Regions from separate parts of the Gossypium hirsutum genome. Here region 2 is linked to region 1. Evidence: chromatin contacts called from public Hi-C data. All regions are on one chromosome and are shown on one strand. Each heading gives the region's core, a stretch centred on a gene start, on an enhancer-like site or on the middle of the called end of the contact. The rest is flanking DNA. Distances are from core to core; before and after follow the strand shown. Region 1 holds the start of LOC121209899. Region 2 has its middle 35 kb from the start of LOC107960031.

Evidence for each region. A called contact is a pair of places that touch in the nucleus more often than the background predicts.
Region 2: a contact with region 1 is called in a Hi-C map of fibers, with 3 times the contacts expected there. The contact joins the enhancer-like site here to the promoter of LOC121209899 in region 1. A contact is called at or near these places in 12 of 34 Hi-C or Micro-C datasets (anther, fibers, hypocotyl and 2 more).

Annotation. Positions count from the first base shown.
Region 1 is chrA11:30,595,594-30,602,430 of Gossypium_hirsutum_v2.1, reverse strand. It overlaps LOC121209899, which reads left to right and starts at 3,497. Exons shown (of 2, transcript XR_005905068.1): 1 at 3,497-3,794; 2 at 5,790-6,837.
Region 2 is chrA11:30,731,314-30,738,150 of Gossypium_hirsutum_v2.1, reverse strand. No RefSeq gene overlaps it. Among protein-coding and RNA genes, the nearest start is that of LOC107960031, 35 kb to the left of the region's middle. Within about 2 kb of position 4,465, at least 5 of the 9 cell types and tissues checked have an H3K27ac peak or open chromatin away from gene starts, as enhancers often do. A contact at or near this core is called in fibers, where this site is marked.

The DNA.
Region 1 (6,837 bases), core at 2,248-4,747:
ATTGAAAATACGAAAATATACACACTTTTTCATGCCCTTTTTAACTCAAATTCATGTAGTTTCGATAAAATTCTTGTTAAAAAATATATAATAATTATAAAATAATTAAATTTCACTCAAATTATGAACATGTTGAATTTTAATTAATTTTATATCAAATTTTGATTAATTTTGATTATTTTCAACATATTTGCACAAAAGGTGAAAAATGGCTCGATAGACACTGTTAGAAGTGCAAAACCAAAAAGCAATTTTGAAGCATCAAGGTGAATTAATTTTTCATCCTAAGAAGGTCCAAATTATGTGTATTGATTCATAATATAATTAATTTTAATTTTAATCCAATTTAATTTGGGTTAAATAAATTATCATTAAATAATTATGAAAAAATGGGGCCCAGTTGAGCTGAACCGAGAAAACTGATCCAACCGAGCACTGAGCAGCCCAAAATCGTCCCACATGCTGACCCAATCAGCTTGTTTGTTTGATTATTTTGCTTACAAAATGGCCCTTGATGACTCCTTCAATTTGCATTCAAACCCCTCCACTATTCATGCCTTTCAAGATTTGCCCCTACCTAAAATAGCATGTTTGAAATCTTCAAACATGCCACATGTGTGGTCGGCCACGGGGGAGTCTTTGGCTGCTGATTTTAGCTATTTTTAGCAGCCTTCTCAACCTATAAATACCCCTTTGGCTGTTCACTTCAAACACATCTCAATTCTTCTCATCTCTTTACTTTTCTCTCATTGTTCTCTCTTCATTCCCTTCCATTGTTCTTCATTTTCTTCCCATGTTCCCTTGCCGATTTCACCTTTTGAAAAAGAGTCAATCAACCACCATTTGGAGCAGCATTCAAGTGTTCGTAGAAGCCTCAGTTTGACAAGAACAAGCGGAGGAGGAGTGAAGCAAACTAGTCAAGCCATAGAGAAAACATTGGATTTGATTATTATTCTCTATCCTTTTAATTTTGATGTTGTTATGATGAACATGTCTAAGAATATTTGTGATGTTGATATGTTTAATTTAATTAATATGACTTAAATTTAATTCGTGTTAGGTTGATTGCATTTTGTCTACTTAATTTATTAAAATTGTGTTTGTGTTGTTATAGGCCTTAGTAAGATGTTTGATTAAGTAAAACCATAACTAAGTTATTCTTGCATTACAATAAGGTAACTAATGAATTAATTATTTAAACGGATTGAAATTGTAATTAATTGACACGATACTTAATCAGTGCATGTTTAATCATCTAAATTAGATGAGAGTTAAATTAGCAACGGTATCTAGTGATACACTAGCCTTGCATAACTTGCAAGATTATTGTGATTAAACTGTTTCAAGGTGGAAATACATTGTTACCTCACGTAATCTTTTATGTGCTTATAAGATTTAATTAATTGTTTGAATTGGCATAGAAATATGTACAAGAGATTATTTTAATTTCATAAGTATGTATGCGCATTAACACATTTGCTTATTAGAACTTGTTTAATCGGTTGAATTGACACAGAGATATAGTTAAGAGATAAATGGATTTTGGTAGGTAAGTATGTTCATAAGTTAGCAAATTATCGAGTTGCCGTGAATTTATTCGTAACAACATGAACATGAGTTTAATAATTCTAAGTTAAGAAATACAATTAATCTAATACAATTATATCATCTTGATTAAAATCATCTTTTGAAATCGTGCATGGGAACTTTTATTATTTATTTTACATTGTTAAATCCTAGTTTTAAATTACTTCTTCAAATCAAAATATTTTTCTTCACTAAAGTGTTTTTAAAATTGCATTTATAAATATTTCTTTTCATAGTCGCTGTGGGTACGATAACTCGACATTTACTTGTTGCGATTGTGTACACTTGCACATTTCTGTCGTTCCAACAACCTGACAACTGTAGAAGCTTTCTACAACTCCGTGCTTTGATGAACATCAAGTTGAAAATGCTCCAATTAATATATTATTATTATTAAAGTTATATAATTAAAAATTGAAAAATACTTTGTTAATATAAAGTATAACCTTATGGTTTAAGGGGGCGAATTATATGAAATACAACTTAGCCAAGAGAGCGAATGTTATACAATGTGGATACCAAATCTAAAATAAATGATAATTTATATATAAAATTAAAAACATGAAAAATTCTAAGGGGGACGACCGTCCTCTACGCCCCCTGGATTTATCCCTGCCTCTTATTATTATTCATTAACCAACCCTAAAAATTTTATATTTTGTAATTAGATCCTTAATAAAAACATAATTTATCAAACAATTCACACTTAATTCAAGCTTAATTCATTATCGTCCAACACATTTCTATCATATTCTTTCTTAATTTAACTAGATATATAAATCATATTAATAACAGTGAATGAGTTTAATCATATCATCCCACTATCTCAACATTAATGTGGTTTAATTATTCCATAATCTCTTACTTAATTTCTAATTAAGTTTTTCTCCATTTTCTGAATTAAACTCAATAATGATTACATTTTTGCAATTCAACCCCTGTACTATTTTTAATAATCATTTTAACTTAGTATCATTTAATAATTCAACTCTAAGCTTCTATACTCAATACAAAATCATTCGATTTTAGTTTGTCTACTAACTCAACTTAATTAATTCGATTCAAAACGAATTTTACGACACCTTTAAAAGACAAATATTTACAGTAACACTATATTACTTACTGTAACAATAATACATAATATATTAATTATCATTATATATTATTGTTTACTATTATATTGATTGAATATGCTTTAAATCCCTATACTCTTTGTACATTTGAAAGTTAACCCTTCTATTATATTATATAATATTATATTTTATCATATAATATCTTTTTCGATAGAAATAATATATTATATATTAATAGTTTATATATATGCATTAATGATTGAACTATATAATATTATGTAATACTATATTTTTTATTATAATCTATAATATAATAATAGTTATATATATAAAGTTTAGTAATAGTTACATATATTATTATATTCTATAATAATATATCATCTATTATAGTTGGTAATTAAAACTAACTCAACTAACCAAGTCATGTCAATTCAAGCAAATTGTTTAGTAAATTCAGTTTTGATTTTGTACTAATTAATAGTTCTATATATATAGAGATATTAATAGATTTAAAATATATTATTACATTATGTAATACTATATAACATACTATAATAGTAGTACATAATATATTAATTATTATATTTTATAATTTATTATTATATTAGTTCGAATATTGTCTAAATCCTTATATTTTTTGTATATTTAAAAATTAGCCCTCTAAATATATTATATAGTACTATATCATATCATATATAATATATTAATAGTTTATATATATACATTAAGATCAAATTAGATAATTGATTAATTTAATGATTCATTTTAAATCCTTTTAAACCAAACTAATTAACAGGTATTTAAACTCAAATCTAACTCCAATATCAATCAAATTAAAACTTAAACAGGAATTTAAAATTTATTGAAAACCCATACTAAATAATAACCTAACATAGAGTGGAAACCTCTCTGCCGCTAAACCCTAACATTCTATAATTCCATTAAATGGCGCCGGAAAATGGCCAATATCACTCTAATTAGGGCTTTTTGCGTCGTTGTCTTGATGCTGTTGGCGTCTGTCTGGGCTAGAGACGTACCAGGTAAATACATCGACTATGGTCGAATTCGTGGGTCCTCCCCTTCTTGTGGTGGCGACCTGAAGTCATGTCTTCCCCAAAAGCCTGCTGCAAATAGGTACGACAGGCCTTGTAATCACGATAATCATTGTCGCGATGGAAACAAGGGATGAGAGAGCAGTTCTTTTGATACTTCGTTTAAAACTTTTTTTTTTGTTTGTTTGTAGTTTTTCTTAATCATTTTATATGTTTGTTTCTTTGGTATAGCATATGGCTAGAGATGTATTCTTTGCTTGATTCTTGTTGTTTATTGAAATTTCGTACTATATGAAAAATTGGATTACTTCAAAAAACGAAAGTATTTTTTCTCTTCTGCTTCCAAGGGTAGAACGTTTTCTTGTGATCCAATCTACTGAGATTCTTGTTTCCTAAGAGGAACCAAGGTCTTTGTGCTGCCTTTTGTTTTGTGCTTTCCTCTCTTCACTCTTTTTAAGACTTGTCTCTCTTAATTGGGCAAAAGATCGTCTTTTTCTTGGTTTCATTGTCCTCATCTCTTTATCCGGATCTAGTCATATTATATTCTAGCGTTAGAACTAGTTTGGGATTAAATTAAGCTTTGTTGTTTATTCTATTGATCTAAGTGCTAAGTTTAGGATTAAATAAAGCATTTAGATATTTATTTTCTTTGATCATTCATGGTTGAAAAAGGGTTAGAGGGTAGTTATTTAAGCTTTACACTATTTCAAGTTTAAATACCTTAATAGGTATTGGTTTTGTTTTGGATGGTGACGTTCCATTGGAGGTGTTGCTCTTCAGTAGCTGTCTTGGTATCTTGATATTCATGTCCTCCCTTCCAGTCCTGACAACTTTTAAAATTCTTGGTGTTGCTCCTTTGCCTACAATCAATTAAATTTTCATTAATGGTCCTGTATCTTCCTTAAATACTCTTTTTGTTCCATTATATAGGATATCCTTATTATTTGGTTTTTTCAGTATATAAAATACTACCCATTTATCACTTGGCTTCCATTAGTTGGACATATCTGCAACAGAAGTTCCAAGAATCTTGCTTTGAGCAGCTAAAATCAATTAACACTTGCCAAACTCATTTGTAGACCATTGTTTTTCTTTCAATTTTAGCAGGAAAGATCCAACTTTAGTCCCTAATCTATTTAGAAAGAAATTTTGTTAAGTTAGCCTTATGTGGTCTAAGAATTTATCTATTTAGGTGCACCCAAATTATTTGAAGTACTAAATTTCACAATTTAGTGTTCTTTCGGATTTCATCGCATCTCAGACAAGCTCACGTACTTTTTAGATTACGTTTTTTAACTACCTAAATATATGAAAGTGATAAATGGACTTTAAAAGGCCTATCACAGTGCCCGTAATAATTAGATACAATATATCGTATACTTAAGATTTTGATCTTAATGTTGATGAGATCTTGGTTTGGTGGTAAGAATAAAGTCCTGGAAATTTTGAGATTTAAGTTTAAGTTTACCACATGTGGGTTTAGCGTTATTAACATCTTATATGAAAGAGATCGACTTGACAGTTGTTGGATTGAAGATGAGGGGCTTGCAAAATGAGAGATGAGCGGTGAGGGTGCTGGAGATGATGCTCCTTGTTGCAAAACAAATGAGGATAGTGTAGGTTAAAGAGATTTTTACCAAGTAGCAATAAGATTATAGAAAAGAAAAAAAGGATGCCTCTTAATGGATACATGCATGTTTATTTTGTATACAAAATCCTCCGGTTGTCCTTAGACTGCCGTTTGCATAAGAGTGCATGACTGCGAAGCTGTCTGGAACATGTGTCTTTAGTCCGATGGGACATTACCTCCAATCTTTTTATTAATCCTACCGCCTAATGTGTATTGGGTATTATACGTGAGGGGTTAATAATAATTTGTTATCCAAATATTATGCGCCAGTCGAATGTTCTTAGAATTTGGAACTTTGGTTTTTTGGGGGATGGGGGGTTTAGTTCTGATTTCTATGTTGGTATAACAAGTAAATGTAAGGATGGATTATTGCATGTCATGGTACCGAATGAGAGGTACTTCTACAAACAATGAGGTATGTACTTGGATTAAAATTAAGTTATACAGGTGGTGTAGAAGCTGAAGTTTTGGCCACTGGGGCAGTGTTTTCCTCTATCTAAATTATGTGGCCCAGACTGTTGCCAAGACTTTGGACTGCAATGCTAGATCGGCCTGCATATGTTGTCATCCAAGAGGCTACTTCAATACTGATTTTCAACATCATTACCCAAAGCATGCTAGTCAGCTATAACTGTCCGAATGTTGTAGCTTTCTCGTTATAAATAATTCTGAGCATTGCATGGATGGAGATAAGGTGTATTTTTCACTTTTTTGAGAGAATGATGTGGACATCACAGGAGAGTATTCTTCTCTAGAGCCGGCAATGGAGCTACACAAGGACGCCATGACCGTGAATCAAACCCTTCATTTATTGGGACTTTCCGGGACCCTCTTTTTGTTTTTGGGTTTAAACCCAAACTGTGATTGGAAAGTTCCATGATCAGCAAATTCAACCAACAAAATGCAAGCGCACAATCATTCCAAATTTATGGCTTGCTTGCTAATGGTGCTAGCAGTCTGTTAGCTGGTCCGGGCCTAGTGCATGGTACCTGTCCCTGGTGGTTCAGTTTTCTACGTGCCTATTTGGACCACGTCTACAGCCAATTGGGACAGTGACTGATTGTTTCTTTTTAATCAAAAGATGAAAACCTGCAAAAAGTAATGCCAAAGATCCTTTTAATAAAATGTTATTTTGTACCCAGTACAATCTGGCATCGAATTTTCTCAAAAGACAATTGGTCATCTCATCTATACAATGTCGTGCATGTGAAATTGTTTTCTACAAAGTTTTTTCTGGCTCTATGGCTTGTTTTGGTTTTTAAATCAAAGATTCGATAGATATTTCATGTTTTAAAGCCTCGTTTGGCATTTCCCATTTCAAGATCCTTCGTTCGTTACAAAAGCAATATAAAAATAAATAAAATTTGTCGGAGATATTTAAGAACCAATCGTTTCTAGCCTCACAACATAAAATAGACCCCAAACAAATGCCTTCTTGTTCTCTTTTTTTATTTTCATTACTATTATTCGGATCTGCTTTTGCCTTTTTTTTCAT
Region 2 (6,837 bases), core at 3,216-5,715, 130 kb before region 1:
AAAATAATGCCAGATCAATCTGTGAACAGAAACCAGGACACGAAAACAACACGGCACACAAGACCCCCCTAAACTCAACAGACTCCTTCAATAACATGCTGCCAGACTGTTAAAAAACTACTCAAAAACACCCCTCCACGCCCACAAAACAAACAACAACAAAAAAACACAATCAATTCACCTACAAAACAGTCAGGAAAGAAAAACGCACAAATTACCACCAAGCCTTGAACATTTTCTGCCTTTTCAGACCAGCGGCCGCCAACGGAAAAGCCATCGCATTACCATGCTTATCCACTCTAGAAAAAGAAACATTACCAATAATAGACACCCTTGACTCGATATCCTTGAAAATAGAGACCATCGACCATGGTCTCGAACCTTTGTTCTCGAACTAGCAGAACACGTCCGAAGAGCCAACTTCAATGGATAAAGAACACGAGCCCTTCCACCCCATCTCTAGAAAGACTTCCAATGCTAAACAAACCGTCCCCACCTCCGCTGCACTTGACTCTCTCGCTGCACATGGACCAGAAAACACAGCCCTAACCACCCCTTATGAGTTTCTCAACACCCCACCGCACTCGGCATCCCCCTCTCTTTCCACACCACTCACGTTAAATTTAACCCCTCCAAAGCACGGAGGACACCAGAAGCTACCACCAGACCCGAATTTCTTACCACCACTCCAACTTTTAACAGGACAGACCCACCAAATTTTCTCATCCACTTTCAATTCATCATACATCGCTCTAATCCATATCAAAGCCCGGATTTTCGTAAAAAATACCAAATTGGACATTTTAGGCCATCTTTTTTCAAACACCAGCTCGTTTCTTGCAAGCCACGCCGACTAGCATGCCCCAGACACCGAGATAAGCCATAAACTTTTGACAACTCCTTTGTATGAGACATTATTACAAAAAAAAGAAAAAGTCCGAGAAATCGACAAAAGGTCTCCACTTCACCTCCCACCATTCCAAAATGTTTCTCCAAAACCCCGCAATAAAATTACAATTGAAAAGAAGATGTTCCAAAGACTTTATTTCTCTCTCGCACCATGGGCACCTATTCCCCAATTGAACAAACTTCACCCCTCTTTTGCCAAGAAACTCTTTTGTGGGAATACGATCAATTGATAACATCCATAAGAAACTTTTTACTTTAGGCGGCACTTTTAAATTCCAAATCCTGTCGAAAGCAAACCTAAATTTTGTCGTTTCAGCACAGATCAACAACTTTGATAATTTCCTCACTGAGAACTCCCATTACTTATCGTGAATTCAAATTAACTGATCCTCCACCTTGGGAATCAACACCATACAACTGACTGCTTCCATTAATCGGGAGACCATGTTAACCTCCCTATCCAAAATACGACAGGAAAAGAAAACAGCCCAATCGACCTCTTTAAACCCATTGGACTTCAAAAAATCCTTAACGAAGCCACTCTTATTCAAAGATAATCGAAACAACCTTGGAAATTCCACTCTCAGCGGCCTGTAACCACACCATATATCCTCCAAAAAATTATCGAATTTTTGTTCCCTAACAACCAGCGAAAAGACTCATTCCCTACCCACTTAACCACTTTTGAATCTTTCGCATTCTCTATAATGCCCCTCCATACCACTGACATGTCATTAAAATTGTTCATTCTAAACCACCAATTTTGAATAGTAGTACCATACTTTGCTGCAATGATCCTTCTCCATAACACTTCTTTATCCATCGCGAATCTCCAGATCCATTTGGCCATAAGAGACTTGTTCTTAACCCTTAAATCCATCACACCTACACCCCCCTTAACCTTAGGCATACAAATCTGTTTCCACTTAACCTTTGCCAACTTCCGCCGACCCCCAGCACTACCCCACAAAAAATTTCGTCTAATTTTATCAATCTTATTAATCACTGCGACCGGTGCCTGAAATAACGACATAAAATAAATAGGCAAAGACAAAAGCACAGAATTAATGAGCACCACTCTACCAGCCCAAGAAAGCGACCTACTCTTCTATCTCGATAACTTTCTCTCCACCCTATCCACAATATCGTTCCAAGATGAGATTTTTCTAGGATCCGCGCCTAAAGGAATGCCCAGATAATTGAATGGAAAAACTCCAATCTTACATTTATAAATGGCAGCCATTCTACTAAAAAATTCCTCATCCACACCAAAACCAACCAAACAAGATTTCCCAAAATTAATGCTTAAACCAGAAAATAACTCAAAACATTGAAGAATATACGTTGAATTTCGAACCACTGCCTCCTCCGCCCTGAGAAATAAAATAGTATCATCTGCAAACTGAAGATGGGAAATCGATTGACTAGGAAGAATGTCCTTAATCCCCTCAATCATCCCCAATTCCTCCGCCTTCTCGAACAACAAGTGCAAAACTTCCATAACCAGAATAAATAAAAAATGGGACAAAGGATCCCTTTGTCGAAGACCTCTATGCAATCTGAACTTATTAGTAACTGCTCCATTAACTAGCACCGCAGCCCTCGCCGAAGACACACACTCCACCATCAGCCCATCCAACGCTCGCCGAAACCCATCTTCAACAAGATTAGTTCCAGAAAATCCCACCTCACACAATCATAAGCTTTAGCAAAATCCAGCTTAAACAACAACTATTCCCCCGCACCACCCTTACACCTAATTGAGTGAATCAACTCATTAGCAATCAAAATGCCATAAAAAATTTTCCTACCCCGAATAAAGGTACACTACGAGTCACTGACCACCTCCACAATGACAACACGTACTCTTCTAGCTAATACCTTAGCGACAATTTTATACAGTGAACTCACCAAACAAATCGGTCTAAATTCTGAAATATCCTGCGGATTATCATTTTTAGGTATCAACGCAATAAAAGACGAATTAATACTCTTTTCCAATTTACCGGAGTTAAAAAACTTAACCATCATCTCAAATAAATCCTCCTTAACAACCTCCCAACATTTTAAAAAAAAACATAAGTTGAATCCGTCCGGGCCCGGTGCTTTGTTTTCATCGCAGCTCCACACCACCTCTTTAATCTCCTTCATTGAGAAGGGTTTCTCCAAACTCGCGATGTCAATATCCCTCAGCCTTTTAAAATTTAACTCCAAATCCAACTCCACTTCCTCGAGTGACAGCTGAAATGATTTCTAAAAAAGTTAAACATTTTCACCTTTAAAGCCTTTGGATCACTAAGCCACTCATTTCCAATTTTCATACCATAGATAGTCTTTCTTTTAGCTTTAAACTTAACTGCTCTTTGGAAAAAAGTTGTGTTTGAATCTCCCACCATCAGCCATGTCATTCTCGATTTTTGCCTCCAAATGGACTCCTTGAATCTACTAAACACTCCCAATTCAAGATACAAAATCTTCAGCTCCTCCAATTCCAACTCAAAAAGATCTCTAACATCGCTACACTCATCTAGGCATCTAATTCTAGCTTCGATTTCATTAAATCTTCTATCCAAGGTATATCTTTCTTCTCTATTCCATTTTCTAAGGACACCTTTGGGTTTCTTCAATTTTTCAGACACCTTACCATTCAAATAACCCATCGAACCCCATTCATTTCTGATAATACTCATATATTCCTTATTTTTAACCCACGCATTAAAAAACTTAAACGGTCTTGGACCCCAATCGGTAGAGCCATGCGATAATAAAATTGGGATGTGATCCGAAACAGAAAGATTTAAACCCTGCTGCTGAAAATCTTCAATCTTTTCTAACCAAACTTCGTCCACCAAAAATCTATCCAGTTGACTCTTCTTATTATCCGGATCATGCCAAGTGAATTTTCTCCCCAACAGAGGCAAATCCACCAAATTACATTTCTTAATAAAGTTCAAAAAATCTTTCGACCCTCTTAATAAACCCACACAATTGCTTCTTTCACTTTTGTTCCTAATTGCATTAAAATCTCCCCCCAGAACCCAAAATTTTATGGACCTCTCTCTGACCTCTAATATTTCCTCCCAAAAAATTTTCTGCTCACTCAACAGATTAGGAGCGTACACATTAATCAAAACCCCTTCCCATCCCTCTACACACCAAATCCCTTCTAACACAATAAATCGATTAGAGCGATATTCCTTTTTCATTATGAAACTCGATTTATCCCATATTGTAATAAGACCTCCCAAACGACCCACTGCAGCAACAAAACGAAAATCAAAATTATCATCTCCCTAAATTCTCCTAGCAAAAACCCCTGACACGTCTACAAGCTTAGTTTCTTGTAAAAAACACACATCCGCTCCCTGCATTTTGACTAATCTGTTAATTGCCTCAACTTTTCCATTAGTACCCAAACCCTTAATATTCCACGATACAATTTTCATAAAACCAATATAAATTCAACCGCACTATTCTTCAGAACAACACAAATTTCAACCTCTAACCCAGATCTCCTTTACTGCTGCGCCTCAAGTCTCATAATCTCCTCAATAACATCTCCTTCATGTCTTTGCACCTTGAGCCCCAATTTCTTCCCTACTTCCCAGGTTTGCCTCGCCTATCTAATGATAACCTTTCTCTTATTGCTCAAATCTGAATCAGACAAAGAAAGATTCACCACTTTATCTTCACTCCCAAACACAACACTGTTTTTATCCTTTTTCCTACTTCGATCTCTTCTTTGAATTTGTTTGGAAGACAGTACCCCCTCTCTCAGTAATCCCATAAGGTCCTATAAAACGAGGACTCAGCTTACCCTTTCTCCCAAATCTGATGACTTTTCTCTACGGGGATACCTTTAAAAACACCTTATCCCTGACTTGAAACTCGATCTCTTTCTGTCCCAAATCCGCGTTGGATTTTTTTCTATCCGAAGTGGCTTTCAAACAGTCGTGAATTACTTTAACTTTCTCTTCGGTATCTTTAACTAAATCAACCCCGTGTGTCTGATTCTCTCTCAGCTCAATTCAATACAAGGGTGTTCAAAACTTGCGTCCATAGAAAGCCTCATAAGGCACCATTTTCAAACTTAATTGACAACTATTGTTGTAGGAAAATTTGACTAGCAGTAAATACTTTTCCCAACTGCCTTGGAACTCGAGAACATAACACCGCAACATGTCTTCTAAGATCTGACTTTTTCTGACTGATAGTTGGTTTGCGGATGAAAAGCCGTGCTAAAATTTAGTTTTGTTCCCAATGCCTCTTGTAACTTTTTCCAAAATCGCAAGGTAAACCTCGAATCTTTATCTAAAATAATCGACAAGGGCACTCTATAAAGTCTCACGATCTTAGAAACATATAGATCGACCAATTTCTCAAGGGAATAGTCAGTACGCACTGGTATAAAATGTGTCGACTTAGTAAGTCTATCAACAACTACTCAAACTGAATCCTTTTTCCTTAGTGTCAAAGGCAACCCTGACACAAAATCCATAGTTACTCGGTCCTACTTCCACTCGGGAACCATCACAGGTTGAAGTAAACCTGAGGGTACTTGGTGTTCTGCCTTCACTTGTTGACAAACTAGACACTTAGAAACAAACTCAGAAATGTCTCTTTTCATCCTCGACCACCAATACATTTTCTTCAAGTCGTTATACATTTTTACACTACCTGGATGGATAGACAAGCAACCACTATGTGCCTCTCACAAAAACCTCTGAATAAGCTCATTATCCTTGGGTACAAAAACTCTGTCTCGGTACATCATACAATCGTTGGTACCAATACTAAACTTTAATTCATTTCTCGTCTCATACTGAGCTATTTTAGCTTGCAGGTCCCTATCGCATTTTTGAGCCTCACAAATCTCTTGAAGGAACGTAGGTCTAGATCTCATATCGGCTAGAACTGAGCTATTATCAATCACAGCCAACTGAGTATTCATAGCCTTCAAGCCGGACAATGATTTCCTACTCAATGCATCGGCTACTACATTAGCCTTTCCGGGGTGATAGTCAATCACCAACTCATAATCCTTTATAAGCTCTAGCCACCTTTGTTGCCGTAGATTCAACTCTTTCTGAGTCATCAAACACTTGAGGCTTTTGTGGTCAGTGAACACTCAGCATCTCTCTCCATACAAATGGTGTCTCTAAATTTTTAATGCGAACACGATGGTTGCTAGCTCTAAATCGTGGGTCGAGTAATTCTTTTCGTGTGCCTTTAACTGTCTCGAGGCATAGGCTATTACCTTGCCTTCTTGCATAAGCACGCATCCTAATCCACTCAAGGAGCCGTCGCTATACACCACAGATTCTTTGCCTGATTCCAATTACACTAAAAGTTGAGCTTCGGTCAACAAAGCCTTTAATTTCTCAAAACTCTGTTGGCACTTCTCTGACCATTCAAACTTGACATCCTTTTGTAACAACCTTATCATCGGAGTGGCTATCATAGAGAATCCATTCACAAATCTTCTGTAATATCTAGCTAGACCCAGAAAGCTTCGAACCTCTGTCACATTCCTCGGTGATTTCCACTCAACGATAGCCGATATCTTACTCGAGCCAACTCTAATCTCGTCATCTGACACAATGTGTCCCAAGAATTTGACCTCTCCTAGCCAAAATTTGCTCTTAGTGAACTTGGCGTGTAACTTCTTATCTCTCAAGGTTTGTAGAACCGTTCTCAAATGCTCCGCGTGCTTGTTTCATCATGCAAATAAATTAATATGTCATCGATAAAAATGACAACGAACTTTTCCAAATAGGGTTGTAAAATGCATTTCATTAAATCCATAAATACTGCAGGGGCATTTGTTAAACCAAAGGGCATGACGAGGAACTCATAATGGTCGTACCTCATCCGAAAAGTAGTCTTCAGTACGTCTTGCTCTTTAAACCTTAACTGGTAGTAGCCTGA